Linked DNA regions of Muntiacus reevesi: region 1 is linked to region 2. Evidence: chromatin contacts called from public Hi-C data. All regions are on one chromosome and are shown on one strand. The core of a region is the stretch at or near the end of the contact, and the rest is flanking DNA. Distances in the headings are between cores, read along the strand shown. Region 1 holds the start of LRRC8C (leucine rich repeat containing 8 VRAC subunit C). Region 2 holds the start of ZNF326 (zinc finger protein 326).

Region 1 (5,330 bases), core at 33-2,532, 360 kb before region 2:
TTTTGACAAATTTTAATTTTGACTTGGAGATAAAAATGGGGTAAAATGAGAGAGGATTGCTTTCTTAAGATTTGGTGTGTAAGAACAAACCAACTAGCAAAAAAAGACTAGCTGTCTATGAATTGCTCTGCTGGCATACACCCCTCTTTTCCTGAATGCCAAGACAAAGCAATAGTTTAATTGTTGGTGTTCTTAGACAAACTCATATTGGTAAGGCATTCCAGAAGATCTTATATTACTTAGTAATCTTGTTTGTACATTTTTCCACTGGGGAGATTTTCTATACAGATGACTCGGCTTTCAATACGGCAGAGTTCGCTTTTCATCCTGAAATTGGGTAGGGAAAGGTGAAGAAGAAAAGCGTGGTTTAGGTCGATTTAAAAGGGGAGGGGGAGAGGAAGAAACCCCCTCCCCCATACTCTTTAAACAACAGGTGGTTTTGGCGAGAAAGATCAACTCCACGCACAGTACGAAATTGCAGGCGGAGCATTCGATTTCAGTCCCCCAGAACCTGGCGCCAGGTTGTCAGGCTGCGTGAACAAGGAGGTTCCTAGCGGTGAGCAAGCTCAGGTGTCAAGGGAACGGCTCCTGGGTTTTATGGTCCAGGAAAACTGGTTTTTGCCTTTGTCCTCTGTGTCTCGAAGTGTGTCCCACCACCCCCTCCCACCCTTCTGCTCATCTGTGAGGGGAGCAGGATAGTGAGGAAGGATTATCTCCATCCTCCCCAGTCCTTCCGAGGAGTGCCCAGAGGGGCTATTTTTAGTGGTAGCGGCTCCCCTCCAACTTACCCCGGGGTGGAGCTGCGACTGTGGCGCGGCCGCCCAGCGCAGGGAAGCCTTGGGTTCGGGATGGGGAAGGTAGTGGCCCCGGTCCATTCCTCAGGCACTGGCCGCCAGGTGGGCGTTCCAGAGGCCAGAGCGGCTCCACCGGCGAGAGGCGGGAGATCTTCTTGGGCGCCCTGAAGGAAGTCCTCGGCGGCCGGCGGCTGTCCTGGGCGGCCGGCCCGGGCGCGGGGTGGTCTCCGCGGGGAGGAAGTTCCCGGGCCCGGCGGCCTGCGTCACAGCGGGCTGGCACCGCGGAGCCGACCAGCGGGCGGCGCGGCGACCCCGGGGCCGGGCGCTGGGCGGCGCTGGCTGCCGCTGGCCCGGCTGCTCGCGGGGCGGCGCTGGAGGCGGCTCCGTCCGCGGCCGGGGAGGCGGAGGGGAGGAGGGCTGCGGGGCTGGGGCGTTAGCTGCGTCCCGGCTCGGAGCCCGCGAAGAGGACTAGGAGGAAGGCGCCGCCGTGGCCGTGGCCGCAGTGCTTCGGGGCGCTACGGGCCATGAGCAGCCGCCCGGCGGGCGACCCCGCTGCCGCTGGCCGCCGCTGAGCCCAGCCGGGAGACGGCTCGCCGCTCCCCAGCACCGTTCGCAGCCGGCACCCTCGCGCCCAGAGGTAAGGGCGGGGACCGCCGAGGGATGGGATGGGATGCGATGGAGAGGGACGGCCCGCCGAGGACCGCCGGCTCGGTCCTCTAGGTGTGCTGGAGCCACGACTCGCCCCGCCTCGTTCGCGTCCCTGCCTTCCCCCGGCTCTCGGGCGGGCGGACTGTGGGCTCCCGCCCGGCGTGTGGTCCCTGGAGCCATCCGCTGCCGGGGCTCGGGGACCCGCCAACCCTTACCCCACCCATTCCGCGCCAGCCCAGCGTCGGGTGAGAGACCCCAGCCTGGCGCCAAGCGCAGCGCGGCAGGTTCTGCGGACTTGGGGGGATGGGGCTGGGGGACCTGGAGAAAACGGGGCCACGCAGGGGGAGATCGTCGTTCTTTTCAACCTTAAACCTCCCTGAGACCTCAGGGTCTTTACCTACTGGTCAGCTCTTCCCTTACCACCCCCGAGCCCCTGAAGTTAGCACTTTGGGGAGAGAGAGGAATTGGGTCTCCGAAGGGAACGAGAGCGAGATGCCTGCTCCCCAGCAGGACCCGAGGGGAGAGAGGGTTTCGCTGGATCTCGCGGGCCCCAGAAACCAGGTGTCTAGGCCGGCGATTGAGACCAAGACCGCTGCTTTCGACACAAACCCAGGCTCGCTGGTCTTTCCCTTTCCAGCTGGTTCTCAGCGACGACACGGCTAGGGATGGAGTTAGCGACTCAGCAACCTTAGGATGTGCTCTGTAGAAGCTAATTCCTTTCTTCTCTCCCTCTGCCAGTTCTTCCCTCCCCCACCCACGGTGTATATCGGATTCTAGTCCCTTCAAAACCTTGCTCTCTACCTGGCTTTGGGTGCCACGGACACCTAGCCCACATCCCAGGACTGATATTTCAAAGGGTTAAGGCCAAACTTCGCTTTCGAATTCTTTTTAAGCATTTTGAACTCCCAGCAAACCAGTTAGGAAACGCTTTCAAGTCCCTATCCACCTTAAAGTTAAAAAATAAGCACCCATCAAACTGTGTGTGAGTGCCAGCAGCGTTGGGCAGAGGGAGATTTGAATAACTATTTCATGCAGACTTATGGGGGAGGAACAGGTAAAGGAAATGGCAAGACTTATTTTAGTCACATATTTCTCACAAGTTCTCAATAGTGGATAGTGTAAAAAATGTAGCTTTAACCAATAGTCATATTTCCGGACAGGTATATAGTGGTTTCCTAAGGCATACTGGAGACTTCTTCATGGACAAGTTATTAAAATGCCTCCAGATGAGAGATAAGGCAACTGGTCTTAACTCTCTTGGCGCAGTAGAGCACCATCTCCTCAGCGGTCAGCTTTATAGTTTTTATTTTTCTTTACATTCTATTTTTAAATGTTTTGTGTAAAGCGCAAAGGTAATCCATACTTCACAAAATTTGCTCAGATTCATAAACCTGTGGACATGGGTAATAGATTAAGTGTCTACAGTTTCAATCTGTGATATTTGCATTCTTGTGACTTGCTTAGAGAGGGAAGACCGTGGACCTGACCCAGACTGGCTTTACTTTGGAGTGATCAAATACTCTCTTTAGGTCAGGTTGTTTATTTGCTTTTGAGGGAGAGGTGGGGAGCAGCTTTGCAAGGATGGATGCTTTTCATGGTTCACATAACAGATTTGACCACAGATAAGGCCCACTCACCCACCAGCAGTTCAGAGATAGCAATCATGTTTAACAACTTTCTTAGTAATAAAATGATCAAAGCCTTTGTTAATGGTACTAATCTCTTATTTCTCAGATGGACTAGGCACTTAAGGAAATGTGTTTTGAGAAGGGAATGCTTTTAGTATAAAAAAAATGTGTCTAATCTTTACCAATTTGTTAATGATTCTAAATAGTGTGTGCTTAAGTTGTAGTCACCCATAACTTCATAGTAAAACCCAAGTTTAAAAAAGAAATAGAGTGGAAATACACACTTATTTTGCCAAGTGTGGTGTTAATAATCTAATATGGAGCATTACTGTAATACAGGCTGCACTAGATGCCTGACATGCGTGATCTCAAAATCTGACAACAAACTCTTAAGGCAGATGGCCATTCACACTTCACAGAAGAGAGTGGCTCAGAGTGTGTGACTTATCCAAGACCATACAGCTGAGTTAATACCTGAATGAAGCCAAGCCTCTAGTTGTCTTTTTTTTTTAATTTGTATTGGGGTATAATTGATTTACGGTGTTGTGTTAGTTTCAGGTGTATAGCAAAGTGAATCAGTTATACAAATACATACATCCAAATCCTCTGGTCTTAACGATTTACTTTTTTGTTATTCAAAGCTGCCTCTCTTTTTTTTCCTAAATAAATTTATTGTTAACTTACCATAAGGACTGTATGAGGAAATGGGGGATTAAGGAAGTCAGGTCACCTGTTCAGGGTTTTCTGGTATATCGCAGAATTCACATTTGGACTCAGGGCCATCTGTTTCCCAAACCCCTCTTCTTGCCACTGCTCTCTATTAAATGACTGATTTAGAGCTTAACCTAATGAACATTTCACTGCGGCTCATCAGCTATTCTGATTCACATGATAATGATGCCCTCATGAGCTACAACACACTCCCAAAGAGTTTATACGCAATCCCTGGAGTGCTGGCTATGTCTGCAGGCCCAGAACACTCATGAAAGCATATTGCAACCAACAAGGTGACAAGTATCCTAATGCAGGTATCCTTAATTCACTTAATGTCTCTTAAAATATAAATCATTGTAGACTGGTATGGGATAAAGGGCATGGCCTCAAGATAGGAAAAGCTGGTACAGATTCTGACTCTACTGCATAGAACAAGTGCCAACTAATTCACATTATTGAGCTTCTCTGAGCCACAGTTTCTTGGTGTGATAATGGGCTTATAAGTAAAGCCTACCTAGCTGGATCATTGTGTGCATTCAATGTAACAGTGCTTCTGACAGCTCCTGAAACCTGTGTGTTGTGTGTTCAGTCACTAAGTCGTGTCTGACTCTTCGCCATCCCATGGACTGCAGCACACCAGGCTTCCCTGTTCTTCACTATCTCCTGGAGTTTGCTGAAACTCATGTCCATTGAGTCAGTGATGCCATCCAACCATCTCATCTTCTGCCACCCCCTTCTCCTGCCCTCAATCTTTCCCAACATCAGGGTCTTTTCCAATGAGTCGGCTCTTTGCATCAGGCAGCCAAAGTATTGGATCTTCAGCTTAAGCGTCAGTCTTTCTGATGTATATTCAGGGTTGATTTCCTTTAGGATTGACTGGTTTGATCTGTTTGCTGTCCAAGAGACTCAGGAGTCTTCTCCAGCACCACAGTTTGAAAGAATCAATTCTTTGACGCTCAGCCTTCTTTATGGTTTAACTCTCACATCCATACATTACTAATGGAAAAACCATAATTTTGAGTATACGGACCTTTGTTGGCAAAGTGATGTCTTAACTTGTTAATACACTGTCTACATTTGTCATAACTTTCCTTCCAAGGAGCAAGCATCCTTTAATTTCATGGCTGCAGTCACCATTAGCAGTAATTTTGGAGCCAAAGAAAATAAAATCCGTCATTGCTTCTACTTTTTCCCCTTCTATTTGCCATGAAGTAATGGGATAAAGGGCTTCCCAGATGGCACCAGTGGTAAAGAATCTGCCTGCCAATGCAGGAGGCATAAGAGAAGTGGGTTTGATCCCTGGATCAGGAAGATCCCCTGGAGGAGGGCATGGCCACCCAATCCAGTGTTCTTGCCTGGAGAATCCCTTGGACAGAGGAGCCTAGTGGGCTACAGTCCTAGGATCACAGAGTCAGACACGACTGAAGCAACTTAGCACAATGGGACAAAATGTGGTCCTGTCACCTAGTAGGTGCTTAGTAAATGGTAAGAATTACTGTATTCTACCACTGATTGAAATTTCTGCTTAATTTTACATTTGTATGTT
Region 2 (5,711 bases), core at 1,190-3,689:
GAATCATATGCACATTAATATTTGAGAAGCACTGGTCTAGGGGCAAGGGTGGGATGTGAGAGTGTTCTTAGAGGAAACAAGTTTTGAACTGTTTTGAGCATGAGTAGGGTTAACCAGGGGGCTTCCCAAGTGGCTCAGTGATAAAGAATCCGCCAGCCAAAGCAGGAGACGCGAGTTTGATACCTGGGTCAGGAAGATCCCCTGGAGGAGATGGCAGGCAACCCACTCCATATTCTTGACTGGGAAAGCCAATGGGCAGAGGAGGTAGCAGGCTACAGTCCATAGGATCACAGAGTCAGACAGGACTGAGCGGCAGAGAAAAAGCCTTAAGCAAAAGTTCAGAGTCATGAAAAAGTATTGGGGTGTTTTGGGAACTGTACGTAGCTTAAAACTGCCAATCAATAGAGAAAGAGTAGGGGAGAGAGGAGGATGGAGAAATGCAGGAAGGTAGCAGGGTAGGCAGAGGCCAGACCCTGCTGGATGTGTTTTATGTTAGAAGCTTTGCCTTCACCCAATTCGTGATAGAGATGCATGATGTGTTCAGATTTGCTTTCATATCACTGAGGCCCTGAGGAGCCTGAGAAGGTCAAGGTGGAAAGACAGAGAAATTACTTAGGAAGCCAAGGCAACAGTTTAGGAGAAAGATAATGAGAGTCTAACTTAGGTAGTGCAGTGAATTGGAGATCACGGGCAAAGTATTAGTAAGACATTTTAGGAGGCAATAAGCAGATGAAAGACTTCGGTATGGATTGACGATGAGAGAATGGGAGAGGGCTGAGTCTTGACTGCATTAGTAGTGGGTGGTTGCTCATGACGCCACTCACACAGCATTATTCACAGATGAAAGAATAAAAGTAGATGAACAGGTTTGAGGAAGGAAGTTATGAGTTCAGTTTTCAACATGTTCTGCTCTGGCGAATAGAAAATGTGCATAGGAGGGGAAAAAAAAGAAGAAAATACTATAAGGGTGGAGAACTGGGTGAATCAATGAGGGTGGAGAAGGAAAGCGATGAAGAAGGAACAGTGCCCTACCCAGATTTGGGGCTGTGCTCAGTCGTGTCCATGAACTATAGCCCCATGAACTGTAGCCCGCCAGGCTCCTCTGTCCATGGAACTTTCCAGACAAGAATACTGGAGTGCCTTGCCATTTCCTACTCCAGGGGATCTTCCTGGGATCAAACCCGCATTGCTTGTGATTCCTGCATTGGCAGGTGGATTATTTACCTCTGCGCCACTGGGGCTACAGTCAAACAACTTAGTATACCTGGGAGTTTTTCCTTTAGTCGTGTTTCCAGAGACTGTTTTCTTGCAACTTGGTTCTGGAAACTCATTGGACCTCAAAAAAGGGCAAACGGCTTGATTCATGCTTTCCTAACCTGTGATCAACTCATCATTGACACAATTTGCTGTATGAGAAAATATTATCTAATCTGGAGTTGAAGCTGCTCCAGGATTAGAATGACCAAATAGTTGTCTTTTCCCACATTGTCTTATGGGCGAGTGACTGTCCACTGTCCTCAACACTATTTTCAAAGTGAGAATAATACAATGCTGAGTGATACTCCCTCTGTCGTGTCCGAGTCTTTGTGACCCCATGGACTGTAGCCTGCCAGGCTCCTCTGTCCACGGAATTTTCCAGGCAAGAATACTGGAGTGGGTTGCCATTTCCTTCTCCAAATACAATGTTAATATGTTAATATATAATGTATCAATATGTGTGTTTGCCCGTGGTTGTTCTTCAAGTTCTGGATGACTCCTTCCAAAAATCTTCCCTCTGTTAACTTTTATTTATTTATTTATTTTTTTGCAATTGTTTTTATTTATTCAACTCTAAAGATTGACTGCAGCAATTTTTGGACGGTTGACACCTTAGATTAACACTAATTATATTGCTATAAATTTGGTTCAGGTCCCTCTGTTAACTTTTACAACACTTTCATTTTGCACCTTGAAATTCAGAACTCGACCGTGGTCTGTCTTGGATCACACTCGTAACTGTTTGCTATTTAGCAATCTGTTCTCTGCTCACAGGGGTCTAAAAATATCCTGGCCTTCTGAATCTCCAAGGCAGAAACTCCAGAAGGTTTTTTTTTTTTTTTTTTTAACATTTTCCGATCAGTCATTATCAGCCAATAAAAAAGGAAAGGTCGGCACGTGGTATATTAGTTCGGGCAGGAGGAAGGTATTCCAAGCAGATCCTTTCGCTCTTGCCAGAATCAAACATGGCGGGCTTCAGCCCGACCTTCCAGAAAACCCGGCTTTCTTTCCCTTGAGCCCGGCCAGCCTTTGGGATCCTTTCTAACCTTCCTTACCCCTCGGCGACTCCGAGAGGGTCAGCACCTGGGAGCGTGACAGCGGGCCTGCTTCCCGCCCCCATTCGAGGGCCCGCCCACCGGCCCGCGCCAGCCAGTCGCGGGCCGCGCTGCGGCGGCTGGCAGCGCCGGCCGGGCCCGCCCCCCAGCCTCGCTGTGGCCTGCGGCTCCCGGGCCGGTAGCGCCGCTCTTGGTCGCGCTGACTCGTAGTGTGGAACCGCGGGTCACTGGTGCTCTTCTCCGGCCACAGATTAGCCAAGCGCCGCCGAGGCCGTCGGCCCCGAGCCTCCGCCATGGACTTCGAGGACGGTAAGCGCGGCCTCTGGCTGGTCACCGCGGCGGGCGGCAGGCGGGGTGGCCTGCCCCCGGGGTCTGTTTACCGTCTCAAGATGGCCGTGTGGGCTTTGTTCTGCGGGCCTAGAGGCCGCCCGCCCGCCTGCCCGCCTCGGGCCCGGTGCCTGGAGTCGGCCTCGGTGGGGACCCGCGCGCCCGGATCGCCCCGCCCGGCGCCCTCTGCGGCCCGCGACCCTGAATTCCGCTCCGGCCTCGGCGCGGGGAAGGAAGCTCCCAGAGCGCCGCGGCCTCCCGAGTCCCCAGATCGGCCCCCGCCCCGCTGCGAGCAAATTGCCAGGAAGCCTCCAACTTCCCGTTCTGGGCGAGAGGGCGAGCGGGCCTCCCCCGCCGCGGCTCGCGCTCGCCCGGTGGGTAGCGACCCAGATCGTCCTTTTAGTAAATCCCAAACTCCAGGTTACTACTCGCCAAATAGAATTTTCTGAGGCTTGTTCATGATCATGTTCCTTGGTTGTCTTAGTTTTTAAGATGAGTTTAAAGGGCGTCTGTAAGTGATTAAGTATAGTAGATCTCTATCCAGAATGGAACGTAAGGTATTTCTGGTTAGCAAAGTGGGATGTTTATCCGCCAACAGACAGTGCCCGGGCGTTAATCCCTAAATTTAAAATGATTCTGTGAACCAAAGTGTTTTCTCTGGACATTGTGTTAAGTTAGTCAAAATTATGGCACAGCATCACATGCCCTTCAAATTCAGACCTGTACACAGCCGCCTGGGGGTGGACTGCTGATTAATTAAATGATCAGTACCTTTCGGTCGTCTCTCACGCCAGTTCTTTAAACCGTTTCATACGCTCACGAAATAAAATTAATTTGGTCTTCATATTATCTTCAAATCTTGCCCAACTTTTATAGTGATTGGTGTCAGGGTGAGATGAGTGCGTAATGACAGCATTAGGGAGACATGAAAAGGGATGTGAATAAACTGAATTTAGTTCTGATGAGTTACCGGGCATTTCTGAATAAAATGGCTTCACTAATTAGTCGTAAGCCTCTAGCCCAATCAAAAACATTAACTTTGAATATGCTGAGTCTGATTAAATGATCTTTTGACCTTTGATTTGATTTCATGCCACGAAGAATTAAAGCTGCCAAGTCTAATTATATGAAAGGGGACTGGAATAACCTTTTGTGGATACTTTTAAGTTACTTTGAAATAGGAAGTTCAGATATTAACAGTAGCACACTCCAGTGTTTGTTTTAGTTGAACTTTGATTCGTTTTGATATCGATACCTTTAAACTGAGTATTTGAAATGCCAGAGTTGAGAATGAATTTTACTTTATTATTATTATTATTATTTTCGAGAATGAATTTTAAAAATATGTTGCTGTGTTTTCACACCAAACTTTGGTGACAGTACCAACCCCCAAGGTGCAGCAGAAACTACCGATGTGGGAGAAGAGAGTGACGGGAATGGTCCCCTCCCCCCATGAAGGAACCCATTGTCTTAGCATGTTTACTTTTTATTATCACCATCTGCCCACAGTTCTAAACAATGTGAATCATAAAATTCTGAACAATGTCAGTGATAAAATGTTCCCTCTCTCATGCTCCCTCCTTACCCCGACTGCTTTATTTGAGGGATGGAATTTGCTTGACAATATGTGGGACTCTAATCCTTTATAGTGTAGTTGGAGTCTATTGTATCCAAAGGACTGCTCTATTAAATTCCTATTTGTTAGTAGAATTAACTAAAGGATTTAACAATTGCCAGATTAGTTTTGACAAAGAAATTATCAATATGATCTTTGGTGATGATGCCACATCCTGGATAGAAATAGCACACTCAGGTATACACATATATGCATGCGCATTTCTCAAATAAGATCTTGAAATCTTATTTGAAAGCAAATTAAGTGCTAAGAGAAATAGTAACTTGTGAAGAAAATATATTGAATCTATTCTCACATGTCCCTGTTTTTTGCACTGTTTGATATATAATTTATCTGCCTTCCCTTTTGTTATGCTGTATAAATCAGTACTGGATCTCCTTTTTGGGCTGTAATTATATATCAGGTTTTATTAACTAATTTTTACATTACCATGATTTGGATGAGAAACCTGCCATTTGGGGAGATAGTGAAAAGAAAGGGATATATATTTTCCCATATGAAGTATATATAATTATTAACACCCTGCTTTTGTAGATAGTTGAGTTAATGGCAGTTTAAAAATTGTGTTTGTTTTTAGTAAGTGGGTATATAATTCAAGATTTTTGCTAATATTGCACTAATTCCTTTCTGTTAAATGTGTCTTCATAGATTATACACACTCTGCTTGCAGAAATACTTATCAGAGCTTTAATGGTGAGTATCCTCTTTCATTTGATCTAAAATACATTAAGGGAATGCATCTCAGTTTTTTTGTCACCCATCTAAAGTATCAATGTAAAAAGGAAATTCTGCCTTGTTTCAGTCACTGTTTCTTCTTTTGATGTGTTAATGTTGTCATTACTACGTATAGTATTTGAGTTAGGAAATTTGGAATCAGAAAACCTTAGGGCTATTCAGATTAGTTTGACTCTTTATTTGAATTCTGAGTTCTTTATTCCAAAAGGCCCTGACTGTATTGAGTGATGACTTATAAGAAACTAGCTGAGTTATTTTTGTTGAATTAGAGGCTTTGGTATTGAGTAAATGTAGATTAAATGGATTATTGGCTTGGTTTTATACTGCTTCTTTCATAATTCATTTTGACCTTGCTTTTGAGGTCATTTGCTTTAATGTGTCCAAATGTGTTAGTATATTAAGAACTGTCTAGAGCATATAAAATAGCCTTATCAATATAAGCATTTACATCAGAGTGACTAAAGAGCTAGATAAAATTATGACATGTGTAGAATACAATTGGGGTGGAGTTTTGATAGTTTAGATTAGAGTTAAGGCTTTGCCAGACAGGATAAGAACATAAAGAAGAGCATGGAACAGTTCAAGCGATTATAAAAGCATTATATGAAGGGCCCCAGAGAGTGGAATTAAATTCCCTGATTGCCAAAAAAATGCAACTTTCAACTGTTGTTACAGAATATAATATATTCACAAAGTAAAAC

What was found. Hi-C and Micro-C count contacts between places; a contact is called where the count stands out from the background.
Region 1: a contact with region 2 is called in a Hi-C map of blood, with 3 times the contacts expected there. The contact joins the promoter of LRRC8C here to the promoter of ZNF326 in region 2. A contact is called at or near these places in 2 of 3 Hi-C or Micro-C datasets (blood and muscle).

The regions. Positions count from the first base shown.
Region 1 is chr1:114,418,504-114,423,833 of mMunRee1.1, reverse strand. LRRC8C (leucine rich repeat containing 8 VRAC subunit C) reads left to right here and starts at 1,282. Exons shown (of 3, transcript XM_065909278.1): 1 at 1,282-1,431. It overlaps LOC136149213 (guanylate-binding protein 6-like), which reads right to left and starts at 1,102. Exons shown (of 12, transcript XM_065909310.1): 1 at 789-1,102.
Region 2 is chr1:114,055,576-114,061,286 of mMunRee1.1, reverse strand. It overlaps ZNF326 (zinc finger protein 326), which reads left to right and starts at 2,439. Exons shown (of 12, transcript XM_065909161.1): 1 at 2,439-2,621; 2 at 4,924-4,968. The coding sequence starts at 2,606.